Linked DNA regions of Mus musculus: region 1 is linked to region 2. The links are chromatin contacts, called in public HiCAR-type maps. All regions are on one chromosome and are shown on one strand. The core of a region is the stretch at or near the end of the contact, and the rest is flanking DNA. Distances in the headings are between cores, read along the strand shown. Region 1 holds the start of Serbp1 (serpine1 mRNA binding protein 1). Region 2 holds the start of Hpgds (hematopoietic prostaglandin D synthase).

Region 1 (5,027 bases), core at 1,161-3,660, 2.1 Mb before region 2:
CTGCACTAATATCCAGAGTTGCTTTTCTTTTTTTGCTAAACACAAAAAACCTGGTCTACTTTTAATGACATTTTGCCAATTCAAGTTCTTCAAATAGACAAATGCATCAAAATTTATGTAGAAAAACATTACATTCCAGCATTGTGTTCCCGAGACACAGGACACACCATAGGTTAACAATTGTTTCCACTCTTACAGATAGGTACTTTGTTTACAAGTCTACCAACCACCACCACACAGCACTAACTGGAAGTTTTATTCAAAATTTCCCCATATGTATATATAACCTTATTTAAAATCAACTCTGGTTTTAAAGAGTGATCTAAGGGTTTGAGATGTGTAATGCAAAATTTTCCCCAGCAAGGACAAGGTTCTAAGTTCAATACCCAGTACAACCCATGGAAGACTTGGACGTAACTAAAAAAAAGGTTGACTACTATTGTGAAAAAGTTTTCTGAAGTAAATGACAAACGTAATCCTGGCTATAAATAAAAATGTCCTCCATTGATGACTTATGCTAGTTTACAGGCAAGATCATAAATTGGCTTTGTGATGAAAATTGAATAATTTAAAATCATGCTTCATGTTTTGACCATTTTTTGAGTTCATCTATGTGATGTGTTTTATTTACTCAACTTATTCATGTACTTCTGTGAATTACAGTCATAAAGGAGGTAAATTTTAGTAGTTTAAATAACACTATCTAGTGTCCCTAACACAGAAATTAAATGTCTTATTCAACTATGTAATGTCAAGAAGCTTAATCCGCTCAGTACTTCTGCCCAAGTGATGTTTTCTAACACTCCAGACTATGCTTCCAAATATATTAATAGAACTCTTCCCTTTTATAAATCTACTAGGAACTGGATGTTTTACTCTAAGCCTTCATTGAAAGACACCACCACCCCCAAAAAACTTCAAACCTAACACAATCTAATGAGAAACAATTCCTTTCATGAGCACGTGGCATTGAGAGGCACTTTAACATAATACCAATTTTAAAGATTCACAGGTTATTCTATATGTACTCGCTATTGATTTTTCACTTTTTTAGCCCCTAATTGCTTTGCCTTTTCATCCACAATAAGCCAGTAATGGAGAAGAATGCTAAAATCAAAACAACTATGAAACTTCTAGTGCCCTTGAAGAGACCATTAGCCGCCAATGAAGACCCGACCACGCTTTACGCACGTGCGGAGGAAAAGCTGCAGCCTGAGTTCTGCTGCCGGGACATGACAGGCTGGGCACTCATTTCGCCCACGAGGCCCAGAACAAGCAAAGCCCTATGACCTGGGGGCTCCAGGGAGTTAGTTGGAAGAAGAGATGGAGACATGAGATGGGTTCCACTAATGACCAGTTTTTTATTCGGAACTCCCTCTAAAATGAGTGGGGCTAAATTCTTCTCCTCTCCAACACTTTAGTTCTCGCCAGTAAGTTACAGGAACTTCTTCTAACGTAAGAGCGAAAGGGCACAACACAAAACACACACGTGGGACCCAAACAGCAACTCCTCCCTCCCTCCACTCTAACAGGGACCCCCAAACGGAGACGCAGCCCAAGTGGAAACTCTGAGCCCGGGCCTTTCCTTGAGGGTCCGCGCCATTGTGGGACAAGATGGCAGGGCAGGAGCCCACAGCAGGCAGCGGCAGCCAGGAGCCCGCCGGGCAGGAAGCAATGCCCGCGCTGCTTCCCGAGCGCCTAGAGCCAGGAGGCTAGCGCCCGGCAGGAATCGGCGGGAACGCCCGGGCCGCCCTCTCGGAGCACGCTCCGTCCGCCCGAGGCGGGAAGGAAGGCTCCCGCCGAGCCTGCGAGCGAGCAAGCGACCGAGAGAGCGGCGTGGACTTGGGACCAGCCACGTTCCCCGCACCGTGAAGGGGCTCCGAGGGCTCTGCGGCCCCGCCGCCTGCACGAGCAAGCGGCGGCGCACGCCCCCGTCCTGCCCGCCAGCCCGGGCTCCCCACCGCCTCGCCCGGCTTTACCTTCTTTCTTAAGCGCCACCGGCGGCTGCGTCTCCTCCTTTTTGTCGGCCACGCCGACGCTGGGGGGCAGCGGGTTCTTGCGGTCTTTCTGGGACTCTTTACGCAACTGTTTGCCCGCCGCGTTGGAGTTGGTCTGGGCCGCGGCCTGAGCCGCGCTCTTGGCCCCGGGGCCCCCAACGCCGCCCCCGCCGGCTTCTTTTTTCTTGTTCTCTGCTGCCTTCAGTACCTCGAAAGGGTCCGATTCGTCGTCAAATAGCTGGTCGAATCGGTTGGTGACCACGCAGCCGAAGCCTTCCTGTAGGTGCCCAGGCATGATGGTGGCTCGGCGGCGCGTTCCTCCACGGATTGCAGCGGACCGCGCCGAGCCAAAAGCGCCTGCTTCAGCTCTTCCCACAAGATGGCCGGGCCGAGAGAGGGGGGCCGCCTTCTCTTCCGGCGCCAAGCACACATCCGGGAGCGGCCTGCGCCGCACGGCACCATGGGGCCTGTAGGCCACAACTGATTAGCCCGGGATGGCTGTCTACTCCTGAACTTCAACTCCCAGCGTGCACTGCGCAGCAACTCTTCGCGCGCGCCTGAGAGGCGGGATCTCAAGGAAAGTGTGCAGCGTGCTCGCTGAAGGTGGGGAAGCGAGTACGGGGCGGAGTTCTGCCACCTGCTCTTGTCACCCTTAAACTCTCGGTCTTTAGATACCTCTGAGAACAGGAAAACGTGAGGGCGTCTTCTGCTCACGAAAGTGTTCTCTGTCTTTGGTTTCACTCATTCTGTCTCCGGCCAGGACTTTCCCCACCTTTCTGGGAGGGTCAAGGTGACTCCCAGACCTAGTAACTGGAGCCTCAAAAACTTCCGGGGGGTGGGGGGTGCCACAGTAGCCTCCGGTAGGTTGCGACCGCACGGCTGCTCGTCCCTGACTGTTGGATTTCTAGAGCTGTCCCTCCACCCTTCGTAACGAATCAAGGCAATTCGGTTTAATGTGGAACGGAGTTCCAGGGTTGAATCTGCGTGGCAGAAGGAATCCAAAAGAGGAGTTGAACTAATTGGGTTGCGCGCCTTTTCCGGTCATTGCAACCATGCTTTAAGAGCTGTTAAGTCCTGACTGCACAACTGCACGCTCGGCCATCCTCTAAAACAGTGTTTGTGGAAACGCTTTCTAGAATCAACGCGATAAATTGATCTGTCGGTATCTGGTCAGCGGTGTTAGTAAAATGTGCTCCAGAGCCTGGGGTGGTGGCGCATGCCTTTAATCTGAACACTTAGGAGGCAGAGTTCAAGGCTAACCAGGTCTACAGAGCAAGTTCCAGGACCGCAGGGATTTCATAAGAAAAAACCCTGTCTCCAGCTCCCCAAATGTGCTCAAGAGGAAATGTTTTATAGTACATTGGGTATTATGTGTGAAGGGAGGAAACTAATTTCGTAATTATATGCTAACTCTGACATTAGTTGGGAACCTTAAATCCCACTAAGACAATCCAGTGCCAATACACACTATAATTTTAAATCTTTTCCATTGATACATTATGTAATAGAAAACATACCTCAGGCAGCAGGTGCTACGAATGTTTCATCCTCACATCCTTTTAGATAAATAACTATCCCTTTCTCACAGGGATGAAACTGTCAGAATTGATAAAACTTACTAAGGTCACACTTAAGTGCTAGTGGCAATCTTCTAGCTGCACTATGAGACTGTTGACATCAATTCTGTAAACCAAGTTCTGTCCTGATAGAAATTACAACAAGTGCTGAAATTCCAATAACTAATCAAGTTTAAACAACCCTTTGAATCCGTCTCCTGGATCAACAGAATGAAAGGCAAAATGGGATTCCCATAGTAGTTTTCTGATCTCTACACTCATACTGTGGTACATTCACACTCAAACACACATAAATAAATAACAGATAAAAGTGTTTTTTTTTAATGTCTAAAGAATGTCTGCTACTATCAGTAAGAACATTTATAGGATAATCCTCACAGTAAGAGCAGAGGAGACTCTCCAGCTCTTACTCAAATCAAGGCTCCACAGCATTTCATGACCCACATTACATTCTTGTACGTATACTCATGCAACATGACAGTTTTTATGTATAGCAAGCACGCTTCTCTTGAGAATATTCTATCAGTAAATGTGGAAACTATCCAAGTACCTTGACTAAATACACAGCTGATGTGTCTGATACTGGCCTACTAGGAAACCTCAAAAGCGCTTGCTCCTTTGATGCTGGTACTCAGTTTTCAGCCATGTTCAAATCTTGCTCTCACACATTTCTCTGTGCGTACATGTGGCCACACACGTGAAGGCAGAGGCTGATGCTAGGAGTTCTCCTCATTCACTTCCTCACGTTACTTTTTTGAGATAAGATCCCCCACTGAACCTAGAGCTCACTGGTTGGCACGAGCGGCTGGCTAGCAAACTCCAGAAGTTCTCTGTAGTCCTCCATTTCAGTGCTAGAGTAACAGATGCACACATTTTTATCTGGGTGCTGGTGATTGAATCCAGGTCCTCATGCTTTCAAGGCAAGCACTTTACTGACAGCCATGTCTCCAGCTATGCTCACACATTTCTTAACAATCTCAATCCCCTGTTATGGTAACTATAATTAATAACTAACAACAGTTCTGTTAGCATTCACTATGTTCTGGACACTGTGCTAAGTATGTTATATGCCTCACTTTCTTAAATTCTAAGAATAACTTGAAATAGTACTACTACCTCCCACATTTTTTAGTTTGTTTGATTTTTTACTATTATTCACTTTACATGTGCAGGTGTTTTGCCCTGCATGTATGTCTATGCACCACCTGTGTTCCTGTGTCTGTGAAGGCCAGAAGACAGCATTGGATCCCCTGGTATTGGAGTTACCAAAGTTTGTGATCCTTCATGTAGTTGCTATGAATTGAACTTATACACACCCCTCCTCTGGAAGAGAGGCACACGCTGCTAACTGTAGAGCCATCCCTCCAACCCCTCTGATCATTTACACTGAGAGACACTGAGTTTAAGTACTCTGACAAATTCGTACTGACTAAAGTCAAAACAGTAATAAATA
Region 2 (5,203 bases), core at 2,437-4,936:
GTCTTTGAATCAAGATGTAGAACTTTCAGCTCCTCCAGCAACATGTCTGCCTGAACTATTGTCATACTTCCCACCGTGATGATAAGGGATTAAACCTCTAAACCTGTAAGCCAACGCCCAATTAAATGTTGTCCATTATAAAAGTTGCCTTGGTCATAGTGTCTCTTCACAGCAATAGAAACCCTAACGAATCCAGGGACATAGAATCCTAGTGACTTTTTGTTACAGCCACAGATTGGTGAATCTCTCAGTTCCCATCAGAGAAGCTTCTTTTTGCTGTACAAGGTAACTTACATAAAAACCCACAATTGGATGTGGTGCACAGAATAAGAAACTGTGGAGTGTTTAGCCCTAAGCAAGACATCTATCTATATCACACCACTCCCAAGACTCAAAGAAGAAGGGGCAGAAAGATTTTGAGAGCCGAAGGTGGTGGATGACTTCAGCAGTGTTTTCTGGACATAAAAGTGCAGTTGCACATATGAAATTACAGTGATTATAACAGCATACACAAGATCTTCATAAGCTCAGACCAGAAAAAAATACTAGCATAGAAGGGAAAGGTAGTCACAAAGTCCTATCCCTGGTTGAGAAGCTATTTGGTAACTGATACTGCTAGGAAAAAGAGTCTGTTTTCCTTAAGGGAGGAGCTTCTGGTAGTTAAAACATGTTCCAGTAAATGACCATACAGCCAAGGGAATATGGAGAGCATTAGTTGGGTCGAATGGGTTTAAGAACAAAGACACAAAGATCAGTGAATCTGGAATGTGGAGTGAATCTGGGCAGAGCCCATTGTATTTTGAGTCCAAAATACAATGTACGAAATTGTCAAAAAACTAAAATAAATAAACTTTACAAATAAATTTTGGGAAGATACTTGAAGCTTTCCAAAAATCCTCTTTAAATGTCTATATGAATAATCATTGTACCCATAAATAATAAATGGATAGTGGGCTAGCTATGGACTATGAAATGGAATACTCGTCCTTTGAGTATCTTGTCTTGGTTACCAGGCTTTAGGCTGAAGACAGCTCAAGGATCTGTCCCCTCAGTCCACAGGGCCTGTGCTCTTTGCCTCAGTTCCCACTCACTGTCTTGCCAGAGAGGAGTGTTTTCTGGAAACTGTCTGAGCACTTCAGCAGTGACCAAGCCTTCAATTTTCAGAATTACATCTTTTGAGGGTACCAGAACAGGGTTAATCCAGAAATTGTACTTATTGCTTAGTCTTTCCTCCCACAGAGCATGATGAAGTGATATAGAAATGACATAAATTGATTCTGGAACAATCTTGAAAATTAATTTGACTTATTCTATTTCAGTATTTTTATGTCCCTATACATAAAAAGAATATACATGAAATCTTGCAAGTTAGAAAGAGGTATCTGGATACTTCTTCATCTCTAAGTGCTGCTTTAATAAGCTCTGGTCCGTTGTGTGCCACAGTCAAGGCTGTGCATAATGCTTTATGGAGATGGGGAGCTAACACAGGCCAGGACTGTGCTCAGTCCACAGCCTACAGGGAGCACTCAACATTTCAGCGAATTTATATGACTTTTACTTGTATTGTTCTTCACAGTGTCTGAGGAGGTAGACAAAGAAAACAGTATAATCACTTTTTTGAAATCTGGAAAAATAGACAATAATTCGTTTTCCATACATTTAGCCACTCAGTTAGTTTAGAAATTGAAACAAATACAGTTGGCCTTGCTGACTCCTCCATCCCAAGTTTGAATATTTCATCAGGCCAAGTTTTAGTTTCCTAAGTAACTGATTATGGTAGAAAACTAAATAAAAGATACCCAAGCTGACAAAGGAAACTTTGTGGATTTCCTCTGTAGACCTTTCTTCCCCAGCAACTCAGAGGCCACAAATGGAGGAGCAAGTGGGTTTAAATACTTCCTCTTTATCAACATAAAGGGAAAATGATGCGTGGGCTGATTTAAAATAAGATCCAGTGGAAGAGAAGCCCCCATGAAACATTGGTGAAGGATAATCTGGTCCTGATGTTGATCTCGTCCAGCTACAACCCTACCGTCGTTCATTTTGCAGCTGATTTTACACAGTTTTCAGTGAGAGCCTTTATCACTGTGTCCATTAACCTCACCTCAGACAGCATCTATTTCGCTTCTTGTAATGAGCAGAAAAGAGGCTGTACCCGTGTCTTCTTAAACTTTTTACAAATTAGTATTTATATTATTTACATTTATATAATTTTTATATTTATATTATGTATATTTATATTTTTCTCATTTATCATTGGAGGTTTTTTGTTTTCTTTTTCAAAGTAAAAAGAAGCTCGTTTGAAATGGATCTTATGACATGGTTGATAAGAGTTGCCCCTAGACCCAGATATAGCTGTCTCTTGTGAGACTATGCCGGGGCCTAGCAAACACAGAAGTGGATGATCACAGTCAGCTATTGGATGGGTCACACGGCCCCCAATGGAGGAGCTAGAGAAATTACCCAAGGAGCTAAAGGGAACTGCAACCCTATAGGTGGAACAACATTATGAACTAACCAGTACCCTGGAGCTCTTGACTATAGCTGCATATGTATCAAAAGATGGCCTAGTTGGCCATCACTGCAAAGAGAGGCCCATTGGACTTGCAAACTGTATATGCCCCAGTACAGGGGAACCCCAGGGCCAAAACGGGGGAGTGGGTGGGTAGTGGATTGGGGGGGTGGGTATGGCGGACTTTTGGGATAGCATTGAAAATGTAAACGAGGAAAATACCTAATAAAAATAAAATTAAATTAAAAAAAAAAAAGAGTTGCCCCTAGGTATGATTGTTCTGGGGACATGAAAAGCACCGTGTGGTTTCAATGTCTCATTGGGTAACTTCCAGATTTCAGGATGCACAGGCAGATATTTTATTGGACATTTTCAGTAAGCTGTGCTAATATTATCACTGAAATTAAACTTGTGTTATAATTTAAAGCTGATAGATATGAGTTCCTACTAGAAAAAGGTACTCTCATGGAGTATTTGAATCTTGTACACTAAGACTCTTTCAAACTGTGGACCTCTTCCAAGAAATGAGTGTAAACAGAACTCAAGCAACCATGCAAATGTAGTCTTTAAAAGTCTGACCCATGCCGAAATGCTAAGAGCGTTCAGCCATCAGATAGAGATCAGGGTCTATGTGACATGTCCAACAATCCTGTAGAAGGGAGAAAGCTCAAAAGAGGGAACATTGAAGCACTGGATGTTACAGACACTGCTTGTGTGAGGGCAGGGACCAAACAAATAAATCATGCAGTGAGGGACGTCATGATGAAGAGCAAACGGTGAGCAAACGGTGCGTGTGCTGGGGGTGGACGCGGGTGAGAAGGCACGGGGCAAAGGCGTCTCCAGGGAGACTGGGAAATGAAGTAAGACACTTTTGTCTCTGTAAGAAAACGTGACAGGGCTTGTTTTCTCATTCCCCAGAAGTCTGTGGTGTAAGACTAAGAATAAAGAGCTTGTAGCAATCTGTACACACAAGCACCTGTGACTGCGACTTTACTCTTTATGCAAATACGTTGGACTAATGTAGAGAGCTTGTGAAATGATGACAAAAGCTACCCAGAGCTCTTTACAGGCTGAACTTTGGACTCGTGCATCTCATGTGAGAAAGGCAGGAAGGCTTTTAGGTGGAGGAAGTGGCCTCTGGCTGTCTTGTGACTGCCACTCATCACAGAAACCACTGTACAGACAGGAACTGAGACACGGAGACACGGCACAGGAAAGGCTCTCTGCATAGGTAAGTGACACGAACTCTTTCTTCTTTCTGTTTGATTCTCCCCGTCTTCCCCAGCTTGAGACTGTTCGGTGGTCTATATGTTCCATCTTAACAGCGTCAGCTCACTCCAGGCTTTCATACACACATGGTCACGTAGAAATCGGATGACAACCTGTAAGAGCTGTGGATCCAAAAGCTTCTAGAAATTCCCTGAGCATCACCACCCCTGAAGGAAAAAGAAAATCCCATCTTGATCATCCTTGATAACATCTTTAGAACTCTCTTGGTAACTTTCTTTAGAATGTAAAGCAGTATAAATTTTCATTTATGCCCCTTCAACCCTGTATACGTGTGCACACACATGCATGTGAGTGTGCGCGTGCTCTGTGTGTGTGTGTGTGTGTGTGTGTGTGTGTGTGTGTGTGTGCGTGTGTGTGTGTGTGTGTGTGTCCGGGGGCTTTTTTTGCATCACATTCTATCATGTTAAGGCATATTTGGTTGAAATGTGTCTATGCTTGTCCAAGAATTGCTTCCTTCACCATTTGACAGTAGAGATAGTTTAAAAGATTTACTTCAGTTCAGATGGTTGAACTTAACAATCCTAAAGAGCAGTGTAGCTACTCCCTGTGCTCAGGTGTTAACATAAAGCAAGCCTCGAAAGTGGCATTTCTCTGGGGGTTTTTGATAGAAAATAGAGATCCCAGTTCACTGATTCAAAATTAAGCATCCAGTGTTTGAAATGAGCAACTTAGCAAATAAAGTGTCATCTATTTCTTTTTTGATCTACATTTTTTACTCCCTACCAGTAAATTGTCCAGGTCTGAACTAAAACTCCCCTCCCCCCTTGCACTATGAAATCGTGAAATCCTGTACGCTCCATCCCCTAGTTGTTAGGAGCAGTGGCTTCTGTTAGGAGATGCCAGCATGGGCAAGATGTCCAACATGGACAAGATGTCCTGTGAACAGTAGCTCCTCAGCTGCTCTCTGCATCCAGCTCCTGCATTTTAAAATACCAGACTCTACACAAATAGAGGTGCAAACAGTGTGCCGTGTCCACCACATGTGGGGTGGGGTTAAGACTGTCGGCAAGACCAGGGATGCTTCCAGTTGTGTACTCCAGACTCAAGCTATTGCAGAATTGCTGGACATGTGAAAAGAACGTGGCAGGGAACCCCAAGTATCTCTGAGTTCCAGATATCTTTTATTGAAGTGCGAGAGTTCAGTTAGGCCACTGGTGTTAAATAAATTATAAAATTGGGGTTGCAACTAGCCATCGGTGATGACTCTTTCTGCCAGAGAATTGGCTTTGGATTTCTATCATCTTTTAGACATACAGACTACAAATATTATACTATTTTTAACTTTATTACTTTAATCAAAATAGCACAACTGCCTAATCAGACTTAAGTGATCTTACCACAATTCACATTCTATTAATATTTACATTAAAGGTGTCCCTGTTGACCACTCCCACATATTTC

Evidence for each region. HiCAR-type assays count read pairs that join an accessible place to other places.
Region 1: a contact with region 2 is called in a HiCAR-type map of astrocytes, with 4 times the contacts expected there. The contact joins the promoter of Serbp1 here to the promoter of Hpgds in region 2. A contact is called at or near these places in 6 of 39 promoter capture datasets (the C10 cell line, cranial neural crest, hippocampal neurons and 2 more), 1 of 115 datasets of contacts at active chromatin or transcription factors (astrocytes) and 1 of 9 other capture datasets (liver).

Annotation. Positions count from the first base shown.
Region 1 is chr6:67,264,362-67,269,388 of GRCm38.p6, reverse strand. Serbp1 (serpine1 mRNA binding protein 1) reads right to left here and starts at 2,410. Exons shown (of 8, transcript NM_001113565.1): 1 at 1,980-2,410. The coding sequence starts at 2,292.
Region 2 is chr6:65,143,213-65,148,415 of GRCm38.p6, reverse strand. It overlaps Hpgds (hematopoietic prostaglandin D synthase), which reads left to right and starts at 3,686. Exons shown (of 6, transcript NM_019455.4): 1 at 3,686-3,743.